Regions from separate parts of the Rattus norvegicus genome. Here region 1 is linked to region 2. The links are chromatin contacts, called in public Hi-C maps. All regions are on one chromosome and are shown on one strand. The core of a region is the stretch at or near the end of the contact, and the rest is flanking DNA. Distances in the headings are between cores, read along the strand shown. Region 1 has its middle 120 kb from the start of Edn1. Region 2 has its middle 91 kb from the start of Phactr1.

Region 1 (5,498 bases), core at 1,944-4,443, 210 kb before region 2:
GAAAGGGTGTTTGGAGCACAATTCAGACGTGGACAAGCCAGCTCTGTTCTTGCTGATAAGTGGCTTCGAGAAAAACAAATGAATTCATATCTGATAAACCAGTTGATAATACCAAATTCCACTTGGCTTTCTAAAGGGCTTCTGAAAGGCTTTTCATCCGGGAGGAGGGACAGACTGGTCCTGCTGTAAGAAAGCTACAGGAGGTAATATTTAGTGGATGCTGCATGGTGGGATATTTTTAGGTTTAATCGGTTTCACAGGAACTTTATCCAATTCCTTCTTCCTGAAAAATTAAGACATGCCTTCATGTCCCCAAGCTGGTGATTAGAATAGCATTTGATTGAAGTCTGTTTTGAATATCCATGTTCCAATCAGAAGTAAGAATGAGGGTTGGGGGGGGTGAATGAATCCAGGAGAGCTTCCATAATTTTCCAGTGTTTTTAAGGGGATAGCACAGTAGTTGTTCTTCCTAAAATGGTACTTCCCATTATGTTCATATGTATATACTTACACACACACACACACACACACACACACACACACACACACACACACACACACACAAGCTGTTCTTCTGGTAATCACCTTCTGTTACTTAGCAGCATAGTAACATCTGATAAAACATGGAACAAATAGAGACCAGGATAGGGTCCTGAGTGGTATAGTCCTCCAGTTTCTGGAGTAAGCCCCTATGACCACTCCACCTAGATTTAGCACCCACATACACTTTTCTGTTGAAATGTAAATACCCCAATGATTTAGGAGCCACGTGAAGGGTTTATATAAGTAAAAAGGGAAGTTGGCAGGGAAATTTCTGATACTTTTGTGGGAACATAAAGATCTGTTTATATTTAAGAATAGACAATGCATAGGAAAAAGGTAAGTGAATATTCTGTGTGCATTCTCACATGCATGTGTGCACTGCATATGTGTACATGTATGCATTCACTTGCGGGTTAGAGGACAGCATCGGATGTTATTCTTCATGTATCTTCCTTTTCTGTTTGTTTGAGACAGGGTCTCTCCCATTGGCCTAGAACTTTACCAAGTATGTTAAATTAGCTACCCAGGCAAAGCTTTACTAACTGAGCCATCCCCCAGCCCTGAAATTATGGTTTTCTTTTTCTCAAGTGCACCTAGCATAACACATATTTATTTATTCATTTATCATAGATAGCAACCAAGGTGCTGGATAATGTGCACAGGGATTAGCTTGGTGGTTTTCTTCATAAATAGCATGTAGTCATTTGAGGACTAGTGAGAGGTAAAATGGATAATTGATTAATACGATAGAGGGCTGGGAAATGGGAGTGGAGCACTCCAGCAGCATATTGAAGACCAATGGAAAATTAAGCTGATTTCCTTTGCCCTGCATCCAGCCCATCTTCACCAAAAGCCTGACCAACAAATGCTGCTTCACAGCAGTTGGTTATCATTTTTTAGAGTCTCTCTGGAGACTTGCCTTGTCAGTCAAGATATACGAATTTAAGAGTTTATTCATTCTCCAGCTCTGCTCGACTGAATGTAAGTTAATAGTCGTTCTAGAACAGGGCTGGGGTTTTCTTTTTTCTTGGCTGGTACAGGCCGTGCCTTAATTTCTTCTTCTGCTCTCTGTTGCTAGTTCAGGCCATTCTTGGCATCCCGGGGAGCATCCACACTGGGACACAAATGTTGTCTGTTTTTGCAGATCCTCCTCATAGGATTGTGTGACCACGTGCTTTCCTGGGCTTCAGATTCCTTTCCTTTTAAATAATAAATTCAGATAGAGTGACTGCCTTAGAGCTCTACATCCATCAACGCCTTCACCCTTGAGATGTGCCCTTTGCTTTGTTTCTGAGAAATAAGTGTTTGAAGTCAGTAGTGCATTTGCATCATTAGAGGGCAGACTTCCCTTGAAGGAAGGAGAGGTTTGAGAAACTGAAATAGTTGATATGAAGCAGTGGATTCTGTTGGTGATGAGTGAGCTCTAAGGAGTAGACGGAGAGAAGGAGAATGCTGAAGAGGATGAAGGAACTGCTCATTAGCCCCTGAGCAATGGTCCTCTGTTAATCAAACCAATCCATTAATCAAACTCATCAGCCATAGCAGAGGACACAGAACTAGAGATCCCATTAGAGCTCATAGGATTATCTTATTGATAATTGTTATGTGTTAGTTTGGTAGGAATGGCCCCCACAGATTCATGCGTTTGAATGTTTGATCATAGGGAATGGCACTATTATGAAGTGTAGCCTTGTTAGAGTAGGTGTAGCCTTGCTGGAGGGAGTGTGTCACCGTGCAGGAAGGCTTTAAGGTCATATATGCTCATGCCCAGCATAACACCCAGTCTCCTGCTGCTGCCTGTGGATCAAGTTGTAGAATTCTCAGATTCTTCTTCATCGTGTTTGTCTCCACGCTGCCGTGCTTCCTGCCATGATGATAGTGGACCAAACCTCTGAAACTGTAAGTCAGCCCCAATGAAATGTTTTTGTGTTTAAGAGCTGCTGTCATCATGGTGTCTCTTCACGGCACTGAAACCCTAACTAAGATAAATTGTAAGTTGCATTATAAAGTAGCGCAGGGCCAGGAGGCAAAGCTGGCCTGTAAGCCTCAAGACACACCTCACTTAGGGACCCATTTCCTCCTTCTAGATCCCACTTCTCAAAGATTCCTCAAGCTCTAAAAATGCCACCACCAGCTGAAGACCAACTTTTCAAACCCAATTGGAGAAATGTAACAAACTGAACATTGTCTTCGAAGTCAGGTAGACCAGTAGTCAGTTTCCAACCCCTCCATTCCCTATTCTTTCTGGCTTGTTACTCTAGCTTTAAAAGTAAGATAATGTGCCTTCAACACAGTCATCTTAACAGCTAAGACAGCCAGTAATACCAAGTGTTTAGTTCAGTCTCTGTAACACAAGACTCTCTCAATAAATACACAGTAGCTATCATGGTGGAAAAAAAATAATTAAACAGTTTTCTGTTCTCACTAACCTGAAAACCCTGTGTGCAGAACAAGCCACGCGTCATGGCAGACATTATCACTGAATAACTTGCAACTTTATCCTCAGCTACTCAGGAGAGACTGCTATTCTGTGAGAAGAATAATAAATTACCACAGAGAACAAACAGGGAAAGTTGTTCACCTCCAAAAGCTGCCTCTTCAATCTGGCAAGGAGACTGGATCATTTCTGGGCTGTTCTCCAGATAGAAAACTGAGGAACATGGTGTTTCTACTCAGGATGAGTAAGTGAGCTGCTGACTTGGACACAGTCCCTGCCCCAGACCTAGTTCTGCTTCTCATGTTGTTTTGGGTCACAGTCCTGAAGGCTGGTATGAAGTGTCCCCTTTTCCTGCAGTACCTTTCTGTCTCATGTCAGGGGAAGAACATACAGGTTGTACAGTTTCTTGTGAGATGCTCAGTTGTGATTTGTGAATAGCAGCAACTGAAGGAGATAAAATCCATGTGACCTTCATGAATATGGAATGTCCTTCTTGAAGGTCAACTTGAGCCATTTCACATTTTGGGAACTTTGGGACTTTGCAGGGATTGAGGCCAATGTCCATGAATATAATGTGCTACTGGGTATGTTGTTAGATTGTCTAAAACAGATGGTGTGTCGTACAATTTTTAATGAAATTCAGATACTGGAGCTGTGGAAATGGCTCAACTGAGAGGCCCAGAAGCATAAGAAACACAGTTCTGATTCCCAGAACCCATGTTAAGATGTTAAAAGGTTGGACACAGTAGTATAGAGACAGGGAGATCCCTGAACTGCTTTGGTCAGCAAATCTAATTGAACTTTGGTTTCTCAATCTTATAGTAGAGGGTGAATGAGGAAGGCTACTGGACATCAACTTCTGGCTTCCTCATATACACGCATATGCACGCATGTGTACAAACAAATACCCACACTGATAATTGAATATACCAGAAAGGGAGGGAGAGAGACAGAGAAAGAGAGAGACAAAGAGAGAAAGAGACAGAAAGACAAAGACAGCTACACAGAGGAGGGAAAGATCATGTAGATATAAGGCAAGTCCTTCATTTTCCCAGAGGGGAAACACAGCCTGGGGTATTAGATCATCTGCCTCCTTTTGTCACAGGGTTGGTGTATGGTTTAGGACTTGAACTAAGATATTCAGTATCCAAGTCAGGACAAGTCCGGCTGAATTTTTAAAATTTCCCATCAGTGAATATGAGGTAAGGATAGTCCTTAAAAATTCAAAGTCATGACAGGACTGTTGACAGTCTCTTTTTACAAAACAGGCAAGTACTGAGCTTGTCCATATGGCAGACTTTCCAGCAGAGAGAGAAAACGTGCTGGCAGCCCTGAGACACCTTATATTCTCCCTTTTGAAGCCCAGAAAGAATGGCTTTCTGAAGAACATCGGACTGTATGCTTCTAAGGCTCTACAGATGTTCATGACCTTCACCTCAACGAGTTCTCTCCAAGAACTTAGTAATACAACAAAAATCTCAACAAAGGGCAAGATTTATTTGCCAGGATGACATGACATTGTTTTTATAACAACAGGGTCCTGTGCCCAAGAGAATTGTTTAAATAAGTTCTGATATATTTATACCGTGGTTTATTTTATTTAGCAGCCATAAAAATGATGTGGTAAGAAAATAAAGTCCTATAACCTGGGGAAGTGTTCTTGATAGAGTGCAAGGCAAAGCACCTCGCACAATGAGGCTAAGTTTGTATCAAGGACCTATATTATACCTAAATATATTTAAAAAAACAAAACAACAACAACAACAAACAACAACAAAACCCTTGATGTGTCCTGAGTGCGTCACAAACTGACTTGGCATTTTTTTTGTCACTTTGGGTTTTGCTAGATTTTGAGGACAAACAGATATTTCTTATTTGTTCATTTTGAGATAGGCTCTTACTATGCCTACATCCTGCTATGCAGACCAGGCTGTTCCCCAAACTCAGAGAGATCTGCTTGTCTCTGCCTCTCAAAAGCTGGGGTTAAAGGTATGGGCCAACATGCCAGCTATTTTTAATTTCACTTAAATATATCTTATTTATGAGTGTATGCATGCCTGAGTGTGTGTGTGTGTGTGTGTGTGCATGTGTGTGTGTATGTATGTGTGCGTACACGTGTGCACTCCTATGTTTATGGGTGCAAATAGAGGCCAGAAGAAGGTGTCAAGTCCCCTGTAGTGGGGACACTCTAGTGCAGTAGTTAACAGTTTGGATCATCTAAGGTGAGTACTAAAAGCAAGAAACCATGTTTCTCTGCAAAAGCAGCATCTGTTCTTAAACTCTGAGCCTCTTTCCACACCCCCAAAGACATAATTTTTACAAGGACACTAAAAATACCATTCTAAGCCTGATTTTCCCTTCAGTGTGACTCGGTACTTGTCCCAGTGTCTGAGGGTGTGGGCAAGTTCTCTCTGGACATTTGGTGGTAATGAGAAAGGTGGGAGCAGGTTGAAGACATAGCTGAAGTCCCACCATGCTCTCAAGCTTAATTATAAGTGTAATTAAACCCAAGGATTTT
Region 2 (5,809 bases), core at 1,552-4,051:
GGTTTCAAATCCAACTGAACCACTCACGCCTCTCCTCACACCTTTGCACACACCCTAGTTTCAACCCTAGTAAGTAATGAAGAGAATTCTCCTAGCTCAGGCCTGATTGAATAGTTCAAACACTCACAAAACATTTTGTAGAATTTCCGAAGGCTTTAAGTGGAATTGGGCCTACCATTTCCAGGGACTCTTTGGGATGGATGGGCATCCTAAAGGCAAAATTGCCATTCCTGTTTTATGTGCACGCAGCTACAGCTGGCCTTTGGAAGTCTGGTTCCTCCTAAGATCTGACAACAGTGAGCCTGTCCCACTTTTAGCTGTTCTAAAGAATAGATGTTATTTTGGGAAATGAACACCACACTCTTACATAAAGTCTGATTGATAGGCATTGAGGTGGGCAGAAGTTATCAAAGTCTGAAAATCAGGTGCCTAGAGGGGAAGGAATGTATTATCATTAATGAAGTAGGAGGATGGGCTTGTCTACGATGACTGAATGATGGGTTGGCAAGATCAGGGCCCAGCAATGCTCTTACAAATTGAGCCAGCATCCTGGAGAACTTGGCTCTACTCATCCCTCCTCGGAACACACAAGGACTGCTTGTCAAAAGAAATGCCCACCATTTGCTTCTGTCTGGCCACAAGCAAAGTCATTTTTGTTTATCCCCTAGATCGTACTCAACTTGAAAGCTAGATGGAATGACTTCATCAAACCAACTAAAAGTGAGTTAAGGGGATAAAAGTGAGGAGAAGCAAGGGGAAGGAAGGAAGGAGGGGGGGGGGAAAGAGAGAGGTGGGAGGGAGGGAGGAAGGAACAGAAGGAAGGGGGAGGGAAGCAGAAGGAAGGAAGGAAGACAGGAAGGAAGGAAGGAACTATAGACCATGAGAGGCTCAGTGTTATGCCCACTCTAGTGTCTGTCTCCCATCCCATCTCTACTCTTACTCCCTTAATGGTTTTGCCATAATTCCTACATTCACCCATTCTCCAGCTCTGTCATGCACACATTTATCCCCCCCAACACACACCACCACCACCACCCTCTCTTTCATTTCTGCAAGAAATACACTATAGAGTCACTCTCCCAGTAGCAGAGCAACACTTGATCTCAGTAAGCCCCCACTTCTGATATCAGTGGGTCCTGACAGACTTACAGATTTCTTGAAAATGTTCCTCACCTATCCCCTACATAACTATGGGCTTCCAATGCTGGATCTGTGATCAGGACAAACAAGACACGCATCTTCACTTCTAAAATTCTGATCCCTTCTGTCTAAACAATCTCCTTTCTCAGAGCAGCCTCCAACACAGGCTGTACTTTTTCGGCTTTAGATGACTAAGTTTTAGGCTACACAAAAGAAGAGTGAATCATGTACCCATCCTGATCTTGGTGGTTTTAAATTTGTGCCTATGTGTTTGATGGCACTCTTAACGAATTCATTCTTAATGAATAAAACTATAGATTAGCATTGACAAAAAATTCATAAGTGGTAGAGCCTAATGTAGATTGCACATACATGTAATGATTTAACAGACCATTCTTAGTATCCCTAGGATTGTTTCCAGGGCCCCCACAAGGAAACAGAGCACCCTGATGTTCAATTTCCTCATATAGAATAACATAGTATCTTCATAGAACATGTAATCCTGCTCCCACATAGTGGAAGTCATTGTTAACTTACAATTCACACTACCATGGAAACATTATATATAGTTAATGATATATATGTATGTGTGTGTAGTCATGCTACATATATATGTATATACATATATACATATATAGACATGCACATATTAACACATATGCGGCAGATGTAAGGCCAGGGATATGAGTCTGTAATTAAATTAAATATAAAGGTGATGAAAGTGTGTTTTTTCCCCTGAAAAAGCACCTTGAATAAAATTTCCCTGTACAGAAATAGAGCTGACAATTTCTAAGACTTGTAACATACATTATGATGATAAAGTATCTTTTTCTCCTTGTTTTTAAAGCTACTGCTGACACTCTATCACATAAGGCAGGCTTCAAACATTTGTAAAGCCCTCTTTATCAATATAACCGAAGGTTTCTTTTACAGTGTTGTTTTTATCAACATAACCAGAAACACTCCTTGGGTATGACAGTGACTCTATTGAAGTGCTCTTGGTAGGACATTAAGAATAACCCTTTCTGCGGGGAAAAGATGAAAAGCAAAATCCTTGAGCCTGGAGAAGCATACATTCCAAGAGTGTGAGCTAAGAGCCTTGAGGGGTGGAGTGGGGTGTGAGGAGAGCCGAGTGTGGGCGCTGTGCCGCTGTGCTGAACCTCTGAGGATTGAAGAGGTGAAGCAGCCAAGGCTTACCACATCTTCTGATTTCCACACATAAAACTCACTCACGTGGCAATTTTGTAAAACTTTGAGAAGACAGTCAGTAGCGTATGCTCTTGTAAACTATACAAGCTTTTCTCTTTGTACCTCTCAGGTTATAAATAAAACAGCCTCAGAATAGCCAGGTTATGAAACTTGTTCGTCTCAGGACTGTCTGTCACTGAAAACAAACTAAACGAGGCTGTCTTCTTGTTTCCTAACAAGTCTGGCTTCTATGAACCTTCTCTTAGCTGCTTAGTCTATGATAACCCAAGTACAGAAAAGGGAGTTGGGTTTTGTGCTCAACGCTCCAATCGGGCTATTTAAACCAAACTAGAAGTTACCTTGTGTCTTGTTTCACCCAAACAGGACATGGAAACTGATCTAAATCTCCCACTGGAGGGAACAGGACTGGACCAGAATGACGAATTATAAGCCTGTGACTCAAGGCTGACCACAGACCAACAACAGGAAATATCCACGCGGCTTATCATGCTTCTTATGGAAAACACTGCATTGGGACATATTTACCTTGACAATGGCTTAAGTTCTGGAATTTCCTTCTTCTGTGATACATTGTATAGTGAGTGCCCTTGAACCAATGGAGAAAGATAGAGCTGTGTTGGTAGACAATCCTCAGTGTGAATCATCAGAGACCACTTTACTGGCTGCAGGGCTTGCGTGATTCATGAACATTCCTGATGAATTGGAACGTCTTCGATTATCAGGGTGAATGCCTGGCAGACCCCTGTTAGAAATTAGAGATAATGTACAAGAGCATTCATGTTTAGCCATGGCTGAGAGTGCTTGGGGGCTGGACTACATGAGATAGAAGTGGAATAAAAAATTCTAGTGAGGACACAAGTAGACAACACCTATAAGTCTGGCTACATTAAAAACCCGACTAGTAAAACCTTTCCCTGAGAGCCAACAGGTGCCATACAGAGCCAGGGGAACCGCATAATGGAGACTGTGAAGTCTGAGGCATCCGAAATAGACATCCTGCCACAGTCTGTCTCATCATGAAACATTCCCCAAACACGCTTTCGTAATAGACTCTGTAAAAAGCAGTTCTCACGGGGAAAGCACAGATCTGCCAAACCTGGTTAAAATCAATTCTGTGAACTGCTAGGCGGTCTTGGCAAATGCGACTTCCAGCACCTATTTGGCACGTATTGAACTGGCATTCTTGGAGTCTCGTTTGTTACTTTATCTAAAGGCAGCCCTTGGAGGTCGGGGAGATGGCTCCACTGTTAAGAATTAATCAGGAACGTATAGGAAAGGTCTTTTTGGCTAATTTTTCATTTCTTGCTATTGATCCTCAAGTGTTGTTTTCTCTGAACGAAGTGCTGAAGTGAGGTTCCTCTCCATATGTTTTGGCAGAATCGAGGCATCTGTCTGGGCTGAGCCCATCTTCCCTTCAGTGCAACTGCACAAAGTGACGCCCCAACACCTCATCCAAGTCCATCGCCATGTAGACTCACAGCTATACGCCCAACATGTTAAATTCACTAGACAATGTTTGCTGCTGAGTGGGCAAGTTGATTGACCTTTTCAAATCCCCATTAAGCACCTTTTCATGCACGTCATGGTATAAATGTTATTTCATTTTTTCAGCTACCTTGCCCAAAGCTCCAAAATCACACACAAAAAAAAAGTGTTTATTTTACCTCAAAGGGTTTTGGCGGTAGAGATAAAGACAGCATACAAAGTTTCAACACTTCAAAGACAGGGAAAAATATTTTGGGAGTCTATCAGTATTCTCTTCGATTGTGTTAGAGGTAGCTGTTGGGTAGGTAAATATTTCTTGGCTTGGACGGAATAAAATGTTTCTATAAAGGGGAAAAAGGTAGGCTTAAAGATATAAAATAAAAACCAAATATGTCAGTCAAGGGTGTGGTTCAGTAGTAGAGCACATGGCTAGCACAAACAAGAAACCTAGGTTCAACTCCTAGCACCAGAAACAAGCTAGCTAACTAAACCAAAAACAGCTCCATGGAATCCTTTTAAAAAGTGAATGGAAATATCATAGACCCAGAAAAAAATTACATACAGATATACATATTGATAATATATAGTCATTACAATCCATTAATTCTTTTAAAAATGTAAATATGGGTGAACATTCCAAATAAACACATTTCCCAGAGAAGTACAGTAGCAATCTATAAGCACACTAAAGACTTAGTATCCCTTGTCATCAGTCATAGGCATTCTAAGGTTACTCTCTACAGTGTCCAAATTCAAAAGCTTCTGACAATATCAAGTGTTGGCAAGGAGGCAGAGCACCTGGAACTCGCAGGCACTCCTGGTCATAATGTAACACAGTAAGCCACTTTGGAGAACTTCCTTCCAGCAACTCCTCTCCTACACATAGTCATGTGTCGTTAAGAGTACATTTTGATGATGCCGACCCTGGGAAGACATCATAGAGAGTGGTTAGGCAGACGGAGACCATCTAGGTAGGTCAAGTGTTCCGCACAGCCTGTCCCCGCAATCAAGCAAGCAGTACATCTGACTTAGCTGGAGGAAGCCACGGACGGCAGCACATAGAGTCTTATGTTACAGGAAACATCTGTTTTTCATAAGTCACAGGATTATGCTCTAAAATAGAAACGACGTATAATAGTAAACAGATAAACCATAAAATAGTCATCTTTAATCATCGTCAAATATCACCGTTGTTGTGAACACATGTGCTGTACCTTTATATGGCCAACAGCCTCATTTATGCCAGTGTCACCACAGACACACGAGGAAAGCCTTGTATGACAAGGTCATAATGGATGCAAAGTCCCTAGAGGGTAGGATAACAGCTGTTCCCTTATGGCCTTGATATGATCAGCCTTTGCCCAACATGTCACCATATAATAAACAACTATATTTATCACAGAAAAGTGGTACCACATATACACAAAAGTGTGACTTGTACAAGCATCTCACAGCTATATTCATGATAATCCCAAACTGAAATAGCACCCGTGCCTCTCCATGGGAAGCGAGTATATGACGTATGGTGCATTCATATGAAGGAACACTGTTCATTAGTAAAAGGTTCAAAAATACACCCAAAACCCTGCATGAATCTCAAAAGCATCATGCTGATTTAATAAGCTAAGTCCAGGGTTGGGGATTTAGCTCAGTGGTAGAGCGCTTGCCTAGCAAGCGCAAGGCCCTGGGTTCGGTCCCCAGCTCCAGAAAAAAAAAAAAAAAAAAAGAAAAGAAAAGAAAAAAGAATAAGCTAAGTCCAAAATACTGTACATGGTAGGGCTCCACTTATACAAGTGCAGACTCAGACAAAAGTGACCTGTGGTTATTGATGTCATCATGAGACCTTGCCTGGAATGAAGCAGAGGCGTCTCTGCGATGTTAGAAATGCGGTGGAATCGGTCTCTGGGTGGAGAATGCACACACAGATGGCAATCCTTCCAGACTTTTCTACTTGACCTTACTGTGAACTGTGGAC

What was found. A called contact is a pair of places that touch in the nucleus more often than the background predicts.
Region 1: a Hi-C map of frontal cortex shows a contact between it and region 2, with 3 times the contacts expected there. The contact joins two enhancer-like sites. A contact is called at or near these places in 2 of 12 Hi-C or Micro-C datasets (the A7r5 cell line and frontal cortex).

Annotation. Positions count from the first base shown.
Region 1 is chr17:22,543,761-22,549,258 of GRCr8, reverse strand. No RefSeq gene overlaps it. Among named protein-coding and RNA genes, the nearest start is that of Edn1, 120 kb to the left of the region's middle. Within about 2 kb of position 3,193, at least 27 of the 93 cell types and tissues checked have an H3K27ac peak or open chromatin away from gene starts, as enhancers often do.
Region 2 is chr17:22,333,268-22,339,076 of GRCr8, reverse strand. No RefSeq gene overlaps it. Among named protein-coding and RNA genes, the nearest start is that of Phactr1, 91 kb to the right of the region's middle. Within about 2 kb of position 2,801, at least 12 of the 93 cell types and tissues checked have an H3K27ac peak or open chromatin away from gene starts, as enhancers often do.